Regions from separate parts of the Sus scrofa genome. Here all the other regions are linked to region 1. The links are chromatin contacts, called in public Hi-C and promoter capture Hi-C maps. All regions are on one chromosome and are shown on one strand. Each heading gives the region's core, a stretch centred on a gene start, on an enhancer-like site or on the middle of the called end of the contact. The rest is flanking DNA. Distances are from core to core; before and after follow the strand shown. Region 1 holds the start of NAPA (NSF attachment protein alpha). Region 2 holds the start of CCDC9 (coiled-coil domain-containing protein 9). Region 3 holds the start of SELENOW (selenoprotein W). Region 4 holds the start of NOP53 (glioma tumor suppressor candidate region gene 2 protein). Region 5 holds the start of EHD2 (EH domain-containing protein 2). Region 6 holds the start of DHX34 (probable ATP-dependent RNA helicase DHX34).

What was found. Promoter capture Hi-C pulls out the DNA fragments that hold promoters and counts their contacts. A called contact is a pair of places that touch in the nucleus more often than the background predicts.
Region 2: a promoter capture Hi-C map of fetal liver shows a contact between it and region 1, with 2.2 times the contacts expected there. The contact joins the promoter of CCDC9 here to the promoter of NAPA in region 1. A contact is called at or near these places in 2 of 5 promoter capture datasets (fetal liver and liver), 2 of 47 Hi-C or Micro-C datasets (heart right ventricle and liver) and 1 of 2 datasets of contacts at active chromatin or transcription factors (alveolar macrophages).
Region 3: a contact with region 1 is called in a Hi-C map of heart right ventricle, with 2.4 times the contacts expected there. The contact joins the promoter of SELENOW here to the promoter of NAPA in region 1. A contact is called at or near these places in 2 of 47 Hi-C or Micro-C datasets (embryonic fibroblasts and heart right ventricle).
Region 4: a Hi-C map of skeletal muscle shows a contact between it and region 1, with 5 times the contacts expected there. The contact joins the promoter of NOP53 here to the promoter of NAPA in region 1. A contact is called at or near these places in 1 of 5 promoter capture datasets (liver), 4 of 47 Hi-C or Micro-C datasets (epiblast stem cells, heart right ventricle, liver and 1 more) and 1 of 2 datasets of contacts at active chromatin or transcription factors (alveolar macrophages).
Region 5: a promoter capture Hi-C map of fetal liver shows a contact between it and region 1, with 2.5 times the contacts expected there. The contact joins the promoter of EHD2 here to the promoter of NAPA in region 1. A contact is called at or near these places in 4 of 5 promoter capture datasets (fetal liver, fetal skeletal muscle, liver and 1 more), 9 of 47 Hi-C or Micro-C datasets (brain, embryonic fibroblasts, epiblast stem cells and 5 more) and 2 of 2 datasets of contacts at active chromatin or transcription factors (alveolar macrophages and skeletal muscle).
Region 6: a Hi-C map of liver shows a contact between it and region 1, with 6 times the contacts expected there. The contact joins the promoter of DHX34 here to the promoter of NAPA in region 1. A contact is called at or near these places in 3 of 47 Hi-C or Micro-C datasets (epiblast stem cells, heart right ventricle and liver) and 1 of 2 datasets of contacts at active chromatin or transcription factors (alveolar macrophages).

The regions. Positions count from the first base shown.
Region 1 is chr6:53,273,285-53,276,834 of Sscrofa11.1, forward strand. NAPA (NSF attachment protein alpha) reads right to left here and starts at 1,954. Exons shown (of 11, transcript NM_001244384.1): 1 at 1,767-1,954. The coding sequence starts at 1,864.
Region 2 is chr6:53,063,246-53,066,795 of Sscrofa11.1, forward strand. It overlaps CCDC9 (coiled-coil domain-containing protein 9), which reads left to right and starts at 1,932. Exons shown (of 15, transcript XM_021094629.1): 1 at 1,932-2,153.
Region 3 is chr6:53,468,942-53,472,491 of Sscrofa11.1, forward strand. SELENOW (selenoprotein W) reads left to right here and starts at 1,622. Exons shown (of 6, transcript XM_021094647.1): 1 at 1,622-1,874; 2 at 3,263-3,287; 3 at 3,393-3,446. The coding sequence starts at 1,847.
Region 4 is chr6:53,441,535-53,445,084 of Sscrofa11.1, forward strand. It overlaps NOP53 (glioma tumor suppressor candidate region gene 2 protein), which reads left to right and starts at 1,919. Exons shown (of 12, transcript XM_021094646.1): 1 at 1,919-2,179; 2 at 2,606-2,670. The coding sequence starts at 1,956. It overlaps EHD2 (EH domain-containing protein 2), which reads left to right. Exons shown (of 6, transcript XM_003355959.4): 6 at 1-473.
Region 5 is chr6:53,421,892-53,425,441 of Sscrofa11.1, forward strand. It overlaps EHD2 (EH domain-containing protein 2), which reads left to right and starts at 1,598. Exons shown (of 6, transcript XM_003355959.4): 1 at 1,598-1,794.
Region 6 is chr6:53,129,412-53,132,961 of Sscrofa11.1, forward strand. DHX34 (probable ATP-dependent RNA helicase DHX34) reads left to right here and starts at 1,782. Exons shown (of 18, transcript XM_003127246.5): 1 at 1,782-1,887.

The DNA of each region.
Region 1 (3,550 bases), core at 704-3,203:
AATGGCAGAATGGCACCCTGGAGAAGTCTACTTCACTACCGGTTTAGCGAGTGTTCGTCTTGCCTTCCTAACCAGCTGGCAAATGTCTCAGGCTCTGACTTAGCTGCTCCCTCCAAGCACGGCCCAGAGGTACACTAGTCCCCCGCCCAAAGGGACCAGACACCGAGAGCCACCCAGGAAGACCAGTACTGAAAACTGAGCTCTTGGCCTCAGCCCCCAAGACCGCACTTGAATTTCTCCCTTGCGAGGGAAGAAGAAACACCTGTACCCTCTCCCCGCCCTCAGCCTCTCAAATGAAACATTGCTCACCTCATGGGTACAACCCATCAGGCCCCAGTGCCTCTCCACCCCCAGCTCAATTCTAAGCCCTTTGCCTGCCCTCTTATTCAATACTAGCAGCAAACATCTGAGCTAAATTTCATCACTAAGAGCCTCTGTAATGGGGAAAGTAAAGAGCTTGCCCAAGGTCAGGAAACGGCAGAGCCCACTTCAACCCAGGGCTTTTGACACCCCTCAGTCACGAACATTTCTCAATGGGTAGCCATCAGAAAAGCTTTGATGGGCTGACATGAACTTTATGTGAAAGGCCTGCCACACTGTGGGTGTTGGGTCTGTGGCCCAGCCCCCTTCAGCCCTCTCCTGGGCATGCTGCTCATCCTGCTCGCACTGCCCGCCCAAACCTCACTCAAGGACCATTCAGCAGGCCTTCAGCCCCTTCTGGTTTTCTCATCTCTTCCCTTTTTTTTTTGGGGGGGGGGCTAATCCTGTGGCATAAGGAGGTTCCCAGTTTAGGAGTCTAATCGGAGCTACAGCTGCCGGCCAGTCACAGCCACACGCCAGATCTGTGCCGCATCTGCAACCTACACCACAGTTCACGGCAACGCCGAATCGTTAACCCACTGAGCAAGGCCAGGGATCGAACCCAAAACCTCAGGGTTCCTAGTCGAATTCGTCTCCACTGCGCCACAATGGGAACTCCTCTCATCTCTTCCTTTTATCCTCCCCAGTCCTAAACCGAGCCAGCTCCACTGATTTCCCCCCACGCCCACTTGGTCTCCAGTCTCCCAGCTCAGGCCTCATCAGCCTTCGCTCCATCACCCCAGGGAGGCCTCCGCCCAGATCTCACCCGGGTGTCAGATCCCCTGATACTAGTTCCCGGCAACCAGGACCACACTCAGCCCAGACACCTCACACACCTCAGACCTGGGCTCCTCACTCCCAGGATCACCTAAGCCCTGACCCTGAGTTCACACAAATCCACCACCTCAGGACTTGGAAAGGTGAGGCCCTAGAGCGGGAGAGCTCCTCAGTCCCAGGCCTCAAGACGCCGGTCTGAGATCCTTCAAATAAGTCCTCCTAGAGCTTCAAAAAGCTGCTTGACCTGGCTGCCCTCCCAGGCTCCCTCAATCTCCGCAGGCCAGGTTCCCCGCAAGGCCTCAGACCATTTCTTCACCCCAGCTGCTGCTCTGGCCCGTCTTCAGCCTGGGTCCCCTTGCCGCCTCCAGATGGTGTCACCCTGGCCTGGGTGTCCTCAGCCCAGGGTAATGCCATCTTCTCAGTCTCTCCTCAAACCATGATGCCACTGCCACACCCGGGGCCCCCTAGCCCTCAGCCTCGTCCCCTCTGCTGACTTAGACCATGTCACGTAATCCAGTGACGCCCTCCATCCTCGAGGCTCAAGCCCTTCGTCTCTACCGCCGCCTCAGCCCATGACTCCTGCGTCCTCTCAGCGTAGGTCCCGGCCGACTGCCCGGCGCAGTTCTTACCCAAAGAGGCCCGAGAAAAAGGACTGCGAGTTCTTCACTTTGCGCTCCGCCTCGGCCAGCAGCGCCATCGCTTCCGCTTCCTTCCCGGAGTTGTCCATGGCGGCGGCAAAGGTACTCAGCAAACCGCCGAACCCCAACCCTCGGAGGACTCAGCCGCGGCAGAGCCGCGGTACACAGGTCGGGGGAGCTTAGTGGGCTGCGTTGACGTCGCTCCGGCGCGCGCCTCCTGCGCCCCGGCACCACGTGCTCCGCGCTGGCCAACCAGCGGCCTCGTAGCGCGGCGCGCGCCCCGCGGGCCCCGCCCCCCGCCAGCTGCCTTACACCGCCCCGTGACTCTCAGTTTCCAATCGGCGACCTGGTGCTTGGACGCATGCGCAAGAGTCCGCGCACTGCGCTCGCCTCGCTTCCGGAAGCTCGGGGTGACGGCCCATGTGATTCAACGCCAGCCAATCGTAGTCCTCACCGCCAAGGACCCTTCCTCCTCCCCGCAAGCTCCTCCTCGAGGTGTTACCTGGCTGGATCCGCCTCCACCAATGAGCACCAGACCCTGGCTCCGCCTGTACCTTCCCCGGTGGAATTTATATCCCAGTCAGCTGACCGATGCCTCTCACGTGACAGCTCCTGGGCCGTGCGGGAAGTTACGACCAAACCACGCCTGGGTTTGACAGCTCCGTTGCGCAGTAGTTAGTCCCCGCCTCCGCTCCTTATCTCCTATTGTCCTTCACTTGTAAAGGCGTCTGTGGCGAGAAGGAAACTGGTCTTCTTGTTCTTGCGCCCTCTGTCGACCTATGCTGAAACTGGCTTGGGAAGGGCAGTGAAGAAAGCATACCTCACTTTATTTGTACTTTAATTACCCTTTGCAGATACTACGTTTTGGACGAGTTGAAGGTTGTGGGAACCCTGCCTTGAGCAGGAGTGTCTGCGCTGCGCTGCTTCCCAAACAGCATTAGCTCATTTCACGTCTCAGTGTCACGTTTGATAATTCTTGAACTACTTTAAATGTTTTCATTACTACATTTGTTAGGGCGGCCTGTGAAGAGTGATCTTTGATGTTACTACTACGACTGGCTAAAGGCTCAGATGACAGCAATAAGTACTTTTTTTTTTTTTTTTTTTTTTTTGTCTTCTTGCCATTTCTTGGGCCGCTCCCGTGGCATATGGAAGTTCCCAGGCTAGGGGTCCAGTCGGAGCTGTAGCCACCGGCCTACGCCAGAGCCACAGCAACGCGGGATCCGAGCCACGTCTGCAACCTACACCACAGCTCATGGCAACGCCAGATCCTTAACCCACTGAGCAAGGCCAGGGGTCGAACCCAAACCTCATGATTCCTAGTCGAATTCGTTAACCACTGAGCCACGATGGGAACTCTAGCAATAAGTACGTTTAATTGATATGTACTTTTTTTTTTTTTACACAATACTATGGCACACTAACAGACTCAGGGATAGTGTAAAGGTAACTTTTATATGCACAGGGAAACAAAAACTCCTGTGACTGGTGTTATTGTGGTGATCTGCAACTGCACCTGCAGTGTCTTTGAGATATGCCCATAACTGAGAGATAGAGGCAAAACTGAGAGCAGAGGTTCTAGCTCTGGTTTCACTTAAAAAAAAAAAATGCTGGTGAGAGTATGGTAAAAAGTCAGGTTCAACCATGTCTAGCGTCCAGATCTTAGGTTTTAATACCATCTCCACTAAAAGGAACCAGGGGTCCTTGGATAAATGGCTGGGCAGGAAATCATACAAGATGAGCCTGGAGCTTCTTGTACATCCAGAAAGGAAGTC
Region 2 (3,550 bases), core at 682-3,181, 210 kb before region 1:
CCGAGCTGTGGGACCGTGGGGAAGTTCCTTAATGTCTCTGAGCCTTCGTGTCCTCATCTGTAAAATGATAATAATCATGTCTGCCCCACTGGGCTGTTGGGTGGAGAGCGGGCTGAATAGTGACTCCCAAAGATGTCCACCTTCGGGAGACTGTGAATGTTATCTTACCTGGCAAAAGGGACTTTTCAGATACGATTAAGAATCTTTTTTTTTTTTTTTTTGGGTTGAGTGGGAGGCTTTGGAATTTGCTGAGCCACAGCAGTGACAATGCCAAAGCTAAACTGTTAGGCCACCAGGGAACTCCTAAGTTAAGAATCTTTTTTCTTGGAGTTCCCGTCGTGGCGCAGTGGTTAACGAATCCGACTAGGAATCATGAGGTTGCGGGTTCGATCCCTGGCCTTGCTCAGTGGGTTAACGATCCGGCGTTGCCGTGAGCTGTGGTGTAGGTTGCAGACGCGGCTCGGATCCTGCGTTGCTGTGGCTCTGGTGTAGGCTGGCGGCTAAGCTCCAATTAGACCCCAGCCTGGGAACCTCCATATGCCGCAGGAGAGGCCCTAGAAAAGGCAGAAAGAGAAAAAAAAAAAAATTGGAAGAGGAAAAAGGATGAGAAGTATGTAATTTTCAAATGGGTGGTTTTAAGGAAGGCCCCTAAGAGGAGGTGACATTTGAATAAAGAGCTAAAAATGATATAGTGAATTTGGCAGGTATTTGGGGGAATTTTAAGAGAATTAAGTTATATGCGTGGAGAAGGTCTCTGAAAGGCTGTTCCCAATAACTATGTAAGTGGCAGGTGATTGCCAGGTACTTCCCTTTTCCACGATTTAAATCACAAAATGAAATTACTGGCCACCTCAGGGAATCCAGCCTCCCACTTATGTCATCCCCTGTAAGGGTGTCCCATCACTTTTTGTTGTTGTTGTTCTTTTCTAGGGCCGCACCCACTACATATAGAGGTTCCCAGGCTAGGGGTCTAATCAGAGCTGTTGCCACCGGCCTACGCCACAGCCACAGCAACGCAGGATCTGAGCTGCATCTGCGACCTACACCACAGCTCACGGCAACGCCGGATCCTTAACCCACTGAGTGAGGCCAGGGATCGAACCCAAAACCTCATGGTTCCTAGTTGGATTCATTTCCGCTGAGCCACGACATGAACTCCACTGTCACATTTATTATCACTTGTAATAACATGTTAATTATGTTTGTTTTGGTTAATGCATGTTACCCTCTGGACTCTAGGCAATCCAGCAGATCTTTCTCTGAGCTTCTGCAATTCCTAGAATGCACCAAGCTCACTCATCACAGGACCTTAGCACAGGCTGTGTGTCCTCTGCCTGGGCGCCTAGCCCCCTCACCCTCAGCCTCTCTTCCCGTCCCTCTTGCAAGCCATCTCACACATTTTTGTTTTCTGTTATTTCACATATACTTACGTCTTCCCTCAAGAGGACAGGGATGGGGTCTGCCTTGTTCATCATTTTGACACGCCCCCTCACGCCCAATTCCCCATCCTCCCAGCACAGAGCCTGGCACTCAGTGCTGACTGATTTTTTGCTGTGTCCCCGCCACGCGGAAGTTCTGAGGCCAGGGATAGAACCTGAAGTACAGCACCGACACCACCAGATCCTTAACCTGCTAGGCCACTAGGGACACCCTCAACGCTGATTTAGAGGGTGAAGGAAGGATTCTTTCGGTTGAAAATTTTGTCTCTACAACTAATTCTAAGGTTTCATTAGCAGAAGGGTGGGGGAGCATCCACCCCCTGCACAAGCTGGTAAGTCAGGATTCCAGGTTATCATTGCCCAGGGCAGGGCGCCGATTTACTGGAACCAGGAAAGGGGAGAAACAGGAAGCAGGTAGAGGCCAGAGAGAGAAGACGCTGTCTCCTCCCCCTGGAAGGTGGTCGTTCAGGCAGAAGGCAGTACAGCAAGCTTCCGGAACACCCTTGTCGACCCGCTTATCTCACTTTGCGCCTCTACCCAGACGCGAGCGGCGCCTTTAAGGCTCCCGGAAACGAGCCAGAACAACCGGAAGTGACCCTCGTTAGTTCCCCTCTTCACGTGGTGCGGGCCGGAAGTGACGCGCGGGGCCCGGGAGCTGCCGACGCGGAGGCCGACGGAGCCGGAGTAGCGGACGCCGCGGGGTCTCCGGGACAGGTGACCCTAGGAGGGGGCCGGGAGCGCGCCCGGAGAGGGCGGGGCCTGATGCCCACGTGGGGGAGCTGGCGCGAGCGCAGGCGGGGTAGCGAGCAGCCCGCGGGGGCGGGGTCAGATACTCTGCGGGGGGCGGGGACTGGACGCCCACAAGGGAGGCTAGGGGTGGGTGCTGGCTGGGCGGAACGTCGGCGGGTGGGCAGGGCTGGGGTGGGCCAGTCTGCGGGCGGGTCCGGAGTGTAGGTGGGCAGCTGAGGGCGGGGCCCAAAAGTTGTGCCGGGGCTGGGGGCGGGGCCAATGGAAGCCAGCGGTGCGGGCGGGGCCGGGACTCCCGGCGGAAAACGCTGGGGGCGGAGCCAGAAAGTTTTTCCTGTCCTGAAAGTGGGTCCTGGAAGTCAGGGGTGGATCCAGAGGCTGATGCGACGGTGAGGGCAGGGCCAAAAAGAAGCGGGGGAGCTGTGGGCGGGGCCAGGTACTGGCTAGGAATGATGAGGGTGGAGCCGGAAAGTTTTGCAGGCGCCAGGAGCTTCCCCACAATGTGGTGAAGCTCGCCGTGGAGCTCGAACCTTGCCTTGGGGCGCGCCGGGGGCGGGGCCAAATATTGGCGCGACGAGGCGGGTGCAGAGTCCGGGGCGTGGCCAGGAGGTTGGCCGGGCAAATCGTGTAGGGACCACAAATGTTGACTCGTGAGCTGGAGGCGGGCCTGGTGTAATAACGCGAGAAGGAGGGGGCGGGCTTAGGTTGCAGCCTGGGGATCTAGGGGGCGGGGCCAGAGTGTTGGCTGGGAAAATCCGAAGCCGGGTTGAGGGGCGACAGCTTCTTGACGCGAGCGTGCGGGCGGGGTCGGAAAGTTTTGGCTTTGCCCGGGGTGGGCCGGTGGCGTTCCGACCGGCTGGAGAACGGAGCTTTTTCCCTGGAAAGCCGCAGGCGGGCCAGAAAGTTTTGACCGTGTAGAGGCGGGTACAGTATTCTCTAGGGAGGTCGCATCAGGCCCAGGAAGCCTCGCCAGTGAGTACTGGGTCTGTTTGGGGAATCTTTATAGGGGTGCGGGGAAGCAGGGGCACCTTTCTTGGGATGCTGGGGGCAGCGAATAAGGAGTGCGGTTCAGACTCTTTGAGTGTGGGGTTATGAGACGGTTCTGAAACTCCTTGGAAAGAGCCAGATCTAGACTGTTAACGGGGATGTGAGCGGCACCAGAACGGGCACAGGGAGTTGGGCCTAGAACTTTCTTGTGCAGGTCGGGGGAGAGGCTCGTTACCTAAAGCTCTCTTGGGATGGAGACCCGAGGTAAAACTCCCAGCATAGGGGTGTGGAGACTGAACTAGAATTTTCGTTTGGAAGAGAGCAGTGTCGGATGTTTCCCTAAGTAATGGGGGCGTGGTCAAAACTTTCCCAAGGTG
Region 3 (3,550 bases), core at 372-2,871, 200 kb after region 1:
GCAAAACACTGGAAGGGTGCAACAACTCCTTCTCACAGCCATTAGAGGAACTTCTGGCCTCTAGAACCGGGAGATAAATTTCTGGGGTTTAAGCCACTCAGTCTGTGGCACTTTTTTTTTCTTTTTCTTTTTAAAACCCTATTTATTTATTTATGTCTTTTTGCCATTTCCTGGGCCGCTCCCGCAGCATTTGGAGGTTCCCAGGCTAGGGGTCGAATTGGAGCTGTAGCCACCGGCCTACTCCAGAGCCACAGCAACAAGGGATCCGAGCTGCGTCTGCAACCTACACCACAGCTCATGGCAACCCGGTCCTTAACCCACTGAGCAAGGGAAGAGATCAAACCCGAAACCTCATGGTTCCTAGTAGGATTCATTAACCACTGAGCCACGACAGGAACTCCCTGCGGCACTTGGTGATGACACAAAGGAATACAGATGTAATGTGGAGAAGGCATCATTTATGAAACAAAATTTCCCCTAAAACGTGCTGGAGCTGATTCCTGGAGGATGAACAGGATCAGGCAGCAGGAGAGGTGGGAACAGCACATGCAAAGGCCCAGAGGCAGGTGACTGGGTGAGGTCTGTGATTTCACGTAGCTAGGGCACTGAGAGGGCCAGAAGAGAACCAGGAACCAGGCAAGGGCAGAATAGCTAAGCTTGGCTTTTTGTTTTGAGACCCAGGAAGCCTGAAAAAGATCTCTATTTGTGGGACACGGACTAGTCCAGCTTTGCCTTAAGTATTCTACATTATAGGCTCATTCTGTCCTCCCAAGACCACAGAGATCAGAGGTCACTCTGCCACCAACGGAGGTGGAGTGGCACTTCAGCCTTGTCTGCCAATGCCTGAATATCTGGTCGCAGCAGTGAGGCCCAGAGGGCAAACACAGAGCTGTGGCTGGAAAACCTTGGGCAGAGCTAATTTTTACTAAGCTGCTCCTCTTGTTTTTCCTCGGGCGTGAACTCACTGAACGCTCCCGTCACCCCCTCAGGGGAAGGAAGCCCTATTTCATGTTGCTTCAAATCTCTTTTCCTCTCTAGCCAAATCACTCCCTTGAGGGCGGGGCTCTTGTCTATTTTTTGTTGCTGTTATCTTCGGAACGTAGGGCTTGCAAGCAGTACCCCACACCTATTGTTAAATCGGTAAGTATTCCCGGAAGGCGATTATGCCCATCCTCCAGACGAGGAAACTGAGGCTCGGAGACAGCATCGGTAGCATAAAGACCTTAACTCAGCTGCCAGCTGCCAGGACGTTCCACGAACCCTCGCCGCGGGAGGCTGGAAGACACTAAAAGGGGAGATCGCAATGCTGATCAGGGGCGCCCGAGTACCGAAACAGACTTTAACAAGGTAGCCGGACCCTGGAGCGCTCACTGGAAAACTTAGCTTCAGGGGCCTCCCCTCCGTACCCCGAACTCTTTCAGATTCTGCCCTCTGGCCCTCCCAGCCTCCCCCAACCGGCTGGCCAGTCTTCACTTGCATTCCATTCCCGCCAGTAGCGGTTGGCCCTGAACCCCCGCCCCATGAGCCATACCATTCCGCCCCGGAGGGGGGGATCGGGGAGGGTACGCACAGAAGCGTCTCCCGGGACTTCCTCTGTCGGGATGCTCTGTATCCTCACAGGGGAGAGAAGGGAGAGTTGTATGAGGGCTCAGGGTGGCGGCCGCAGGAACCCCCCGTCCCAGCGGTGGCGCCTGCTCCCCTCCTCCGCCCTCCCCCGCGTTGGTCCGCGCCGTGGAGCGCCGACTAGCAGGCTCTGTGCGCATGCTCCGGCCGGGGGCGCAGACCTCGCCGTCCTTTCTGGATTTCGGCTCGGTGTCCGCTGTGCTGCGGGTGCTAAGTCCTAATCATGGTGTCGCCGTTCGAGTCGTCTATTGGTGAGCACGAGGGCCAGAAATCCTCTCTCCGACCTCCACTCGGCCCCGTCCTCCGTCCCGGCTGAGCTGGGCGCTGGGGACATCGGGGGCAGAACACATGGGATCCGTCCGAGAAAAGGGATTCCGGCGTGGCGAGGTGGGCCGGGCGGGAAGTGGGGCGTCGATCCCCATTCCGACCCAATTGGTGACATTCTAGATGGACATCCCGGTCGTAAAAGGTAGTACTGAGACACATGTATCCGCTTTATACCCCACTCCGACCCCCGATTCCGGGACTCGATTTGGCAGCCTGTGGGGTCGGTTTGTAATGGAAAGGAGCCTCCTCAGCGCTTCCGTTTCCCCTCCCCAGTACCGCGAACAGCCGTGGGTGGGGCTGGCTAGATCGAGAAGGTTCGAGTTCGGGCTGTGTTGGAAAGGACTTAAGTGCATACGCGGATGCCATTCGTACTAATCTCCTTTGCTGGCCTCACTTTCCCCTTCTGTGGACGGAGAGCGAGAGAATATCTTAATAGTTACCTCGGAGGGGGTGCTTGATCGGAGCCAACTAAATACGCTTTGTGGTTCTGGCATCTGTGGCTGTGCAGGTATGCACAGGCGTGGTGGCATGTGGTGGCTCCCAGAAACCCCTTGGGTGGGGCATTCTAGCTCCGTTTTACAGATGGGAAACCAAGCCTGGGAGTGAAGCGGGGGGGGGGGGGCCGAATCAGCAGCTTGTGGCCCAGACTGCACATCACAGGGGTAACCCGGATGTAGGGTCCCTGGCTGCCATGTCTGCAAAATGTCCTCTGGAGGCACAGCCTGGGTTTTTGAAAGACTCAGATCTGTTAGGAATGTCAAGCAGAGGGTGGAATGACATTTTGAGCAACCCTCCCCGACGCCGGGCCTGTGCCCAAGACTCCAGTCCGAAATAGCCAGCCATAGCCGGCTCTCAGGGTCGGGAGGCGCTTCGATTTCATCCTGAGGTCTGGGGGTCTTGGGAGTGCAGGGATAATGGTTTCCCTTAGATTCTTCCAGGAGCTGTGGGTGGAGATGCTATTTCAGCAGTTCTCGTCCTAACCCACTTCTCTGTGTTGCCTCCCTCTCTTCTCTGGCTCATGCTTGTGTTCTCTCCTTGTTCCATGTGCTGCGCTCCCCCCCCCCCCCCATTTTTGTCTCCCTTGTGGTTCCTCGTTCTGTGCCCTGCCTCCCCATTGTTGCTGCTCCGAACACTCGTTGTCTTTCCTCTCTCGATGGTGTCTGGCCCTCCTTGGTTTTGTCTCCTGTTCCTCTTCATTTTTTCCTGTCCCCTGACCCTAATCCCTCCTTCTCTGTCCTGCCTGCCCTTCCCTCCTCTTCCGGTCACGCACTCTCCCTCTCCTGGACCCATCTCTTGGACACTCTCCCACCAGTGGCGCTTGAGGCTACAAGTCCAAGGTAAAGCAGAGTGGTCCCAAGAGGGATCCCTGGCAGGTGGTGGGTGAGGACTGGCTAGTGTGGCTTCTGTTGACCCCTCTTGTGACTTCCCACCCCCTTTTTCAGTATCTTCAAACTCAAGAAGAAGTTAGAAGAGAGTTCCCTGGACGCCTGGACATCGTGAGTTTTGGGGATGGGGAAGGACTCAAATGTGATCCTGGCCGTCCCTTGGCTCTGGTTGGCAGTGGGAGTGGTTTGGGTCAGCCCCACCCTTCACCCGTGTT
Region 4 (3,550 bases), core at 669-3,168, 170 kb after region 1:
TCACCTGCCCTGGATTGAAAGCCCAGCCTGCTCCCCCGACCCCTCAGGCTCCCCACAGCTGGTGGTCCGAATTTTAGACTGCGAATTTTAGACAGCCTCCCGAGCCACCATCAGGCCATATTTAAGTGGAGTCCCTGCCAGAAACTAAGGCCCCAGGACGTTATTTTTAGACTCCTTTTCAGGGACGTCGTGGGGGGAGGGGCTCTTGGTGCTACAGCCCCCCCTCCCCTACAGGGCACCCTCACCCCCCTACACACGCATTTTCCTGCCTTCACCACATATTAGTGCTTGACCTTGGTGGGGGACCCCACGGAAAAGATGGAGAAGAGCAACATAGATGGGGCCCATGCCCCTCCAGGGTGCTGGCTGGGATTCCCGCTCCCATCACCCCTCACCTCATGCCTGGGAAGGGCCTGTGAGCATAATAGGAACGGTTCCCACAGTGCAAATAAAGCCAAGGCTTCTTTCCCTGAGGGAGTCGGGCTGTCTTGGGATGGGCTGGGGGGCGGGATCGCTCTCCCTGCAACCCCCTGGGAAGGAGAGCCCAGGGCAGGACCTCAGGGGGGCTCCCCTCCAGGCTCTCCGGGGTGGAGGCCATGACTCAATGCGGCGGGAGCCTGATGACTCAGGCCCGGGCTGGGGGCCAGACCGACATATTTTCCAAAGAAAAGTTTCTCTGGGGCCCTCCCTCCGGGACATCCCTCCCTTCTACCTCCTGCCGCGGGGGCCTGGGAACCAAGCCCTGGGGCGCCCGCGCGCGCGCGCCCCCGCCCTCGTCCACCCAACCTAGGTACACAGCTCTTGACACGTAACACTGGGGACCAACGGGCACTCGGAGGGGAGGAGGGGACGCTGCCCAACAGGACCGCCAAGTGTGCGCTCGCTCACGCCCGGGGGCTCTGGCCTCCGCTCTGCAGCGGACCCCGCTCGCGGTCCGCCGACTCACACCCAGGGCCACACCCACGGCGCCCCGGGACACGCTGGCCTCGCGCCCTTCCCGCCCACGCTCGCGCGGTGGCGCAGCTCCCGGCGCCCCCTGGCGGACACCCTGCAGCAAGGCTGGCTGGTGGCGACTGCAATCCCGGTCCCAGGTGGTAGGTGATCAGGTCTCCAAGGGCCACAATCCGGGCCTATCACCTTCCCGATGCGGAGTTGCGCTGCGTGGCGCCTTCCCGCTCTGTACCTTTTTCCTTCTCGAGTGGAGAACGGCCTTTAGGAGGCTCTCGATCCCTATGGATGGTTGCCAGGGCCCCTGAGCTTCCTTCCTTATTTGTAAACAGCAAAAATTGATTGTAAGATGAAATCTCAGGGAGTGAGGCAGTAACAATAGCTAACAATGAGATGCCACGCACAACCTTAAGGGCTTTGTATGTATTACCCTGTTTTAGCTCCAGAATAACCTATGAGGCAGATGTACCATTACCGCCCCCATTTCACAGATGAAGCAAATGAAGCACTGCTCCGTAGCTTAGAAAAGACTCATTCGGAGCCTGCGCTTCTAGAGTTTCTAACATTCCTCGCATGTAACCTTCTGTGTTCCCAACCTTGACATTCAAAAAGCTCTCGGATTTCCAAGATTCTTAGGGTTGGAACGTGGAAAGACGCATTTTGAGACTGGAACGTGTCTTGTGCCAAATCTGTCATGGTTCTAACTTTTCTTAAGAAAACTAGATTGTTTTGAAATAAAAAAATTAAAAATAATACTCAGATTTTAAAAGTATCCCTGGGCGGCCGGGAGAGGTGCGTCGCTGAGAGCTAGAGCCCCAAACTTACAACCTGGATCTGACCCGAATAACAGAGGAAGAAGGGCGGCCTCCACGCCCCTCTGCGGCTCCAGCCACCTTACCAAGATGGCGGCCACCGGAAGGAGGTCATGGGAGAGGGCGGGGGGCCGGCGCGCGCATGCGCGAAGTCGACTTTCAGGGTGCTGGCGGCCAAGTGCTTCCTTTAACAAGATGGCGGCGGGAAGTAGTGCCGCTGGCGGTGCGCGCTGCTCAAAAAGCGAGGCCGACTCTGGCTTCCTGGGGCTGCGGCCCACTTCGGTGGACCCAGCCTTGAGGCGGCGGCGGCGAGGCCCAAGAAATAAGAAGCGGGGGTGGCGGCGGCTCGCTCAGGAGCCGCTGGGACTGGAGGTCGACCAGTTCCTGGAGGACGTGCGGCTGCAGGAGCGCACGAGCGGGTGCGTGGGGCGGGACTTCCGGGAGCTGAGCCTGGTTCTGGGTGGCGGGGTGCGAGGCCGAGCTGCTGGGGGGACTTCCGGGGGTCAGGAAGCGCGGGTCCCGGCAGCGCTGGGAAGTGGCGGGGATGGGGACGTGATAGGTTTACCGGTTAGAAGACTCCCAGTTAAATTAGAACCTAGGTAAACAACGAATACATTCTAGTATTACTGTGCCCCTCGCCCCCACCCAAGCTTAGCGCGTTTTAAGTATTAAGTTCCGCAAAGTGGAGGGATGGGGCCCTGACCTGGAGGGGTCTCATGGGGGAAGAGCGTGTCCGAATGAGCATAATGGGATAGCTGGGCCCTGAGGGGTTAAATCTGCACCTTCTGCAGCAGTTTGCTTCCTCCCAACTTCTGTGGCTGATATTCTGCGTTTGCATTTCCCAGTGGCTTGATATCAGAGGCCCCGGATGAAAAACTCTTCTTCGTGGACACTGGCTCCAAGAATAAAGGTGAGGAAGGGTGGCATCGTGTGGTCACGATTAGTCGTTATCTAGTTCATCTCAACTTGTGAAAGAATCTGTGTTAATGATGTGGCTTGGGTGACAAACAGCTGCTGAAAAGGGTCTTTACTGTAGACTAGAAGGCCTGGAATGAACAGAAAGCAAGCTAGAGGAGTTCCCTGGCGGCCTAGCAGGTTATGGATCTGGCTTTGTCACTGTTGGGGCGCAGGTCATGGCTGTGGTGTGGGTTTGATCCCTGGCCTACGAACTTCCGCATGTTGCAGATGTGGCCAAAAAAACGCAAGTTAGCAACTACCTTCAAGAACTCATTTTCTTTTTGAGGTTTTGGAGATCTCAGTGGCCAGAGAAGCCAGCAGCAGTGTGCGCCGATGAGTAAATAAGACATAAATTAGGAGGTTAATTTGCAGAAAAGCAAGTCAAGGCTGGGGGGTGAGAAATCAGGCCCGTTTTGGTTAGTGAGGTATGCTTTAAAGAGAACAGAAGGGAGTGCCCATGGTGGCTCATCAGTAATGAATCTGACTAGCATCGCTGAGGACGTACGTTCGATCCCTGGCCCTGCTCGGTGGGTTAAGGATCCGTCATTGACATGAGCTGTGGTGTATGTCACAGGTGTGGCTCAGATCTGGCGTGGCTGTGGCTGTGGTGTAGGCCGGCAGTGTAGCTCCAATTTGACCCCTTGCCTGGGAACTTCCATATGCATGGGTGTGGCCCTAAAAAAAAAAATAAAATAGAGCAGAAGTATCAAGTTGATAGAGAAGGTATGAAACTCGTTTTAACATGCTTGCTTTAATCTGCCAAGATGCAGCGTGGGGACATGCAGACACTAGTGGAGGAGAAGCATGTTAGGGTTTGTTTTGGTGAGTGGCAG
Region 5 (3,550 bases), core at 348-2,847, 150 kb after region 1:
TTTGCCTTTTTCTAGGGCCACACCTGTGGCATATAGATGTTCCCAGGCTAGGGGTCGAATCGGAGCTGTAGCCACCAGCTTACACCAGAGCCACAGTAACATGGGATCTGAGCCGCATCTGCGATCTATACCACAGCTCATGGCAATGTCAGATCTTTAACCCACGGAGCGAGGCCAGGGATCGAACCCGCAACCTCATGGTACCTAGTCGGATTCATTAACCACTGCGCCACGACGGGAACTCCATGTCAAGCTTTTAGAATAGAACCGCAGGAGGCGTTCTGTGGCGGTGTAGCAGGTTAAGGAGCCAGTGTTGCCACTGCTGTGGCATGGGTTTGATCCCTGGCCTGGGAACTTTTGCATGTCATGCGTGCAGCCAAAAAAAAAAAGGTCACATACATACTGTGGCCCTTGGTGATAAGTGCTAGGAGGGTAAACGAAGTAGGAATTAGGAATGGGGAGGGGGCTTCGAAGAGCAGGGTAGGGTGCTGGAGGTGCCTTTTGAGTAAAGACTCAAGGGAAGCGATCCTGTGAAGCAAGAACCAAGACCCATTTGACAGGTGGGGAAACAGGTTTGCAGGGGCAAAGTCGCTTCCCAGGGGTTAACCCAGATCTGGATTATTAGAGCTGATGCTTAAGCACTTGCTATGAGCCAGGCGTGTGGCTAGGCCCTGAGCAAATCTCTCTGGGTTTTCGGAATTCACTTCCCCAGAGCTCAGTTGTCTCATCTGTGAAATGGGAACAATTAAGACCTTCTTCTCAGGGGTATTCCAAGAACTCGATGTGCCAATACATGCAAAGAGCTTAGAGCGGTGCCTGCACATAGGAAGCGCTTGGTAAATGGTCAGGGATTAATTCAACAAACATATGCAGAGCCAGAGGAAGACACAGCAGGGAACCACCCGGTCTGAAGTCCCGGTTCTCACCGGGCTCAGGTTCTCACGGGGGCTCAGGTTCTCACGAGGGAGACCCTCGCTGAAGCGGGAAAATGGAAAATATGTAGACGGCTGATAAAGACGCTGGGGAAAAATAAAGCCCCCATGATGGATACAGACGGTTGGTGCTGCATTAAACAGGAAGATGAGGGAGGGCTTCTCCGAGGAGGTGACGTTTGGGTAGAGACCTGAAGGAGAGGTGGGTCCTGGGGAGGTGGGGGCGGTGGGGAGACGTGTTCCAGGTGGAGGAACAGCATGAGCAAAGGCCCTGAGGTTGGAGGGTGGTTGGTGTATTTGAGGAACAGCGAGGAGGCCAGTGTGGCTGGAGGGAGTGAGCCACGGGGAGAGAGGGAGGTGAGGGCAGAGGGAGTTGGCAGATGGGGCGGGGGAGGGCAGAGCCTGGCGGACCACAGTGAGGACTTTGGCATCTAGGTTCGTGAAGAAAAGCCCGGGAGGCTTGTGAGCAGAGGGGTTTCATGAGCTCGCATATGTTTTAAAATTTCTAGTATTACTTATACTAATAAATTATTACTATTCCCTTGTTAAGAGGGAGAGATGGAATTTGAACCCGGGACGGGAAGCCCGCGCGCTCACCCATCTCGCCAAGGCGCCCTGCCACTCCCCACCAGGGGGCGCCAGAGGCCGAGCGCCGGGTTTGGGGAGGGGGGGGCGCCTCGTCCCGCCCGCACCCCGGCCCCTCCCGTCCCTCCTCCCGGTTCTGGGCCCCACCCGGCTCAGACGGCTCCGGACGGGACTTCGAGCACAGGCCGCTCCGCGGGCGCCTCGGATCCCCGCGGGACCCCCCCCCACCTTCCCGCCCAGCTCGGTCGCCGGGTGCAGCCGCCTGCGCTCCCCACCGGTGAGTAGCCCCGGATCGCAGCTGTCCCCTCCCAGCCTGCGTCGCGGAGTCCCCGAGCCTGCCCTACTCGCCAGGGACCCTCAGTCCCCACCCCAGTGCGTGTGTAACGGTCTCCTGGGTTCCTGGGTTCCTCCCGACCCCTATCGGGCCCGCTCCTCCCAGCCCCTTCCAGACCATAACAACGTCCCCTCACTCGCCTCCTTCCTTCCAATGTTTCCCACTGCCCCGTCCTCTGGCCGGAGGAGAGCCCCTCCTTGGGGATCCTCCTCATCCATCGGTGTCCTGTTTGGTCCCTCTCCTGCCCTCGCCCATCCCGGTCCAGCCACCCCAAGGCGCCTTCCCAAGATGTCCCCTAGATCCCTCCGCAGGACACCCCCCCCAACATCCCAGATCCTGACTCCAGCCTCTCCTTTACCTCCCTGCCTCACCTTCCCAAATTCTTTTCCTTTTTTTTTTTTTTAGGAGCATTATGATTTTATAGATTTTAACATATTTGGGTTGCAGTTATTTTTAACATTCAAATTGTCCCAACTTTGGCCAGTGGCAGTCCTGCCAACCCAGGTCTGTGTCCCTGTAACATGCCCCGTCCATGTTTGAGCACCTCCCCACTCTCTGATGCAGGCTCGTCCTATCCCCGCCTCAGCCCAGGAATCAGCCATTTCTCCAAGAATCCTCAGTTTCTTTTTGTGGAAAATGGCATTTAGAGACACCAATCTGATGGAAAGTTGGTTCTGTGAAAAGATCAGTAAAATTGTAAGCATCTACTTTGACTGATCGAGAGGGAAAAAAAGAAAGGGAGCAAAGACCCAAATGAGTGATACCTGGAATGAAAGAGGGGACATCACTACAGATCCTACAGAGGATGAAAGGCCAGTGAGGGAATGCTGAGAACACGGTCTGGGTGCTGGTGGTGCTCGTTGCTGCCGGGTTGATACTTCTCCCTCCCTCACCCCTTAGACTGCAGTCTCTGTGGTCAGGTTGCCTGGAGTCCTGGCTTGAGCACTTTCTAGCACAATGATCTTGGCAAGTTATTGCTGTCTTCCTGAACCTCTGTCTCCTTGTCCGAAAAGTGGGGAGAATAATAGCCCTACCTTACAAAGTTGGTGTGGAGATTACATGAGTTAGAGCTGGGTCTGGCATGCAGTGGTCATAAATGTTATTCTTCTTGTGAATGCCTATGCCCCCCTGGGACAGGGGCAATCGTTCAGTCTCGTTTCTCACCCCTGATCCTTGAGCCCCTGTGTCCAGCGACCCTGTCCAGGCATGTCACAGCTCCAGGCCATGACACACACCATCTTCTCTCCCTAAATGCTCTTGTCATGCCCACTCTCTAGGAAGCAGCTCAAAAGCCAGCCCAGCCAGAGCCTTCCCGATCCGGCTGTTCGGTCCTCACGTCCTGCTCTGGTGCCTACACGTCCACTGCTCAGCAGTGCCCAGGCATCACTGACCGCTCGGCCCGACCGCTCGGTGCCCAGGGTCTTTCCTCACTGGAGGCTCTGGGTGTGCGGGAGCTGCTCTCTGGTCTCTTTTTGGATCCATAGCTCCTGACATGTGGAGAAAGTTCAGTCAAAGCGTGTGAAATCATGGGAAGTACGGAGGCGGAGGAAGGGAAAGAGGAAGGAATACCTTCCTCCCGGTTAGCCTCTGCATCCTTCCCTGCGTTCATCTCTCGGTCTCCCACCACCAGTCCTGCCTCAGCCATTCCCCTGCTGCTCTCGCTCTCTTCCTCCAGCTGGAATAATCACCTCCCTCCTTC
Region 6 (3,550 bases), core at 532-3,031, 140 kb before region 1:
TCTCGAATCCCATATTCGTTCCCTACTTGGGAGCCAGAGGACTCTGTTAAAATCTAAAGTCCATGGAACTCCGCCCGTGGGTCCCAGTTCACTCAGAGTAGAAACCAAAGCTCTTGCTTTGGTGTGTATGATTTCTGCCCCTCCTTTTCCCCACCTCTTTCCCCACTACTCACCCATCCTTCATCCAGACGCACAAGCCAGCAGGCCCTTGAACCCTTGAAGGTTTTTTATGTGGGGGGGGGACAGGGTGCTGTGTGTGAGCAGCATTTGGAAGTTCCCCGGCCAGGGAATGAAGCCGAGCCACAGCAGGGACAAGGCAAAATCCTTAATCACTATACCACCAGGGAACTCCCCGAACCCCCCAAGTTTGTAGTCATTTTGGTGGGAAAGACAGATTAAAAGAAATAGGATGTCAAGCAGAACTGCATTCTTTATGGAGAGAAACAAAGCAGGAAAGGGCTAAGGAGTGATTCTATTTAAAGTAGTGTAGTCAGGAGTTCCCATAGTGGCTCAGCAGAAATGAATCCGGACTAGGAACCATGAGGTTTTGGGTTCGATCCCTGGCTTCGCTCAGTGGGTTAAGGATCCTACATTACCATGAGGTCGCAGACTTGGATCCCGCGTTGTTGTGGCTGTGGTATAGGCGGGTAGCTGCAGCTCCGACCAGACTCCTAGCCTGGGAACCTCCATATGCCACAGGTGCAACCCTAAAAAGCAAAGAACCCCCCCAAAAAAAAGTAGCATAGTCAGAGAAGACATCTCCCAGAAAGTAACATTTGAGCAGAAAGCTGAAAACTGTGGGGCTGCAAGCCATGATAGTCCCTGGGGAGAACATTCTCCGTAGAGGAACCAGTAAACGCAAAGATGACCTCAAGCTAGTGAGGGAGAATATTAACTCAGGTTGTCAGTGTAGGAGCCTGGGCTTCCATGCATTCTTTGATATGGCCTTTGATTAACATTTGTGGCCTAAGGGCTCCAGGGAGTAACATCCCACAGGCCTTGTTTACTACAAGGAGTGTACCTACGCCCAGGTGGATTTTAATCCCTAATCCCCTGTGACTCGGGTTACGGGAAGAAAAGGTCAAAGAAACAATGACATTTATGGGACATTTCCACCCCTAAGGCCCTATTGGACAGGGACTGATATAGGTAATTGAACAAGGCCACTGGGAGAAAGCGACATCTTTCCGGACCCCAGGTTGGTACCCCCCCATCTTTAAGGGATAAAAACCCCTATAGGACAACAGAGAAAGGGGGCTCTTCTCCCCCACTCCCAGCAGCCTGGGAGCTATCTGCTTTCCTTTAATAAACACTTTGCTTGCTTGCTGCGTTTGTGTTCGCGGAGTTCATTCTTCAACTGGATGAACAAGAAGCCAGATTCCTGTATTATCTTTCAGGTATCACTAGGACCTCCAAGACGGAAATCCGGATAGTCAGGTTGTATCACTTATTAGTGACTTCATAGGGTGAATTGTACATTAACAGAATTACGCACTAATAATTACGAACTATAATAAAGAAAACACTCATGGGAGTGTTTCAATAGTGTTTGGGCTCCAGCCAGCTTCCCAGCTGGGCTAAATACCCGGACCTCCGACTGGTCCGGGAGGGCAAGAGGCTCTTCAGGCGAAAGGCAAAGCAAACCACCGTGCTGCCTTTCCCCGCCCCAAGACGCTACAGCTTCCTCCCAGGCTCCGCCGGAAGGGAGGCCGGGCCTGAGAGCGCCGGACGCAGGCGCAGACGGATTACTGGAAGCTGCCCACTGGGTCCTCCCTCTGCGGCGGGGCGGGGCTGGGCTGTGAGGGTGGCGTGCGCAGGCGCAGAACCGGCTTCGGGCGCGTGCAGGGCAGTGGGCGGGAAGTTGAGCAGATCGCTGTGGTTAGTGAGGTGAGCGGTCGAGCGGCTGCGCTGGGTGTTGGTGGTGGCGCCGGGAGTTGGGCTGCGTCCCGGGACAGCTTGGGAACGATGGGAGGGGTAGAGAGAAATCCCGAGATGAGGACATGTGCCCGAGGAGGCCGAACGGCGGGGAGAAGTGGACCGAGATGGAGCCTGAGCGTTCCCTGGGGGTCGGGGAGGCTGAAAGGAGTAGTGTGAGCGGGGCTTAAGTCCTGGGAAAGGAGACGCTAAGGCTTTTTACCAGGAAGCAGCGTTTATTCGTGCAGGCACTGGCTTGGTGGATTAGTATCCAGAGGCTGAGCCCCGAACGGCGCTGCCTTACATACCCCGCTTGTTTTTCCGCTACGTCTAAGTTTCTTTGTCCCTCTTATCAGGAATACTCTTAAGTTTTAGGCGGACAACTGTAGATGCGCTTGCGCTCAGGGATATAGAAGTACGCATGCGTGTCAGATGGAGGCGGTGCAGCACGGCTTCTTCCCTTTGATCTGGGAGGGCACGGCCCCCTCCCGCTACAGTAGAGGCACGAAAAGAATCTTCGACGCATTGAGGGAGCCAAAGCCAGGAAGGTTGAGAGCTGAAAACTAGCGAGGTCCAGAGCAAGAGGCTGGTGGGTCCCAACGAGAGAGGTTCACAGGGACTGCGAGAGGAGTTCCCGTCGTGTCTCTGGTTAAGGAATACGACTAGGAGCCATGAGGTCGTGGGGTTCTATCCCTGGCCTCGCTCAGTGGGTTAAGGATCTGGCATTGCCGTGAGCTGTGGCGTAGGTCATAAACGCGGCTTGGATCTGTTGTGGCTGTGGCGTAGGCCGGGGACTACAGCTCCGATTAGACCCCTAGCCTAGGAGCCTCCATATGCCGCGGGAAGCGGCCCTAGAAAAGGCAAAAAGAAAAAAAAAAAAAAAAGACCAAAAGAAATAGAGGGGAATTTCTGTAGTGACTCAGCGGTAACGAACCCCACTAGTGCCCATGAGGATGTGGGTGCAGTCTCTGGCCTCGTTCAGTGGGTTAAGGATCTGGAGTTGCTGTGGCTGTGGTGTAGGCCAGCAGCTGCAGCTGTGACTTGACCCCTAGCCTGGGAACTTCCATATGCCGAGGGCGCGGCTCTAAAAAGACCAAAAAAAAAAAAAAAAAAGGAAATAGACCCAATAGGATGACAGGTTAATGAAGGAAATAGAGACGAATCAGGAGAGGCCACTGGGTAATAGAAAGATGGAGCCGGTGAAATAGGGAGAACCTGGCAAGAGCTGACAGAGGGATTGAAAAGAGGCAGCTGAGGGATCTGGGAAAGAAAGCAAGAGATGAGCATGGAGGAAGATAGGTGGGAAACGGGAGATACAGCCAGACGAATGAAGAGATTAATTCTGAGGATGCAGAGAGCAAGTAGAACCAAGAAGACAGTGTCAGATTGAAAAATGGAGAATTACACTGAAAATTGGAGATAGGAAAATGAAGCCTGAATCCTCAGATTGGAATTGGTCATCTGCCGCTTACCACTTAATGAAACGCTCTCTGGCTCAGATAATGTTAATAGCACCTTCTTTGGGTTGTGAGAAAGGTGTATATATAGACTGTGTGTGTGTGTGTGTGTGTGTGTGTGTGCATATGCATATAAATACATGAGTGGTTTAGAACAGTACCTGATAAATGGATAAGCC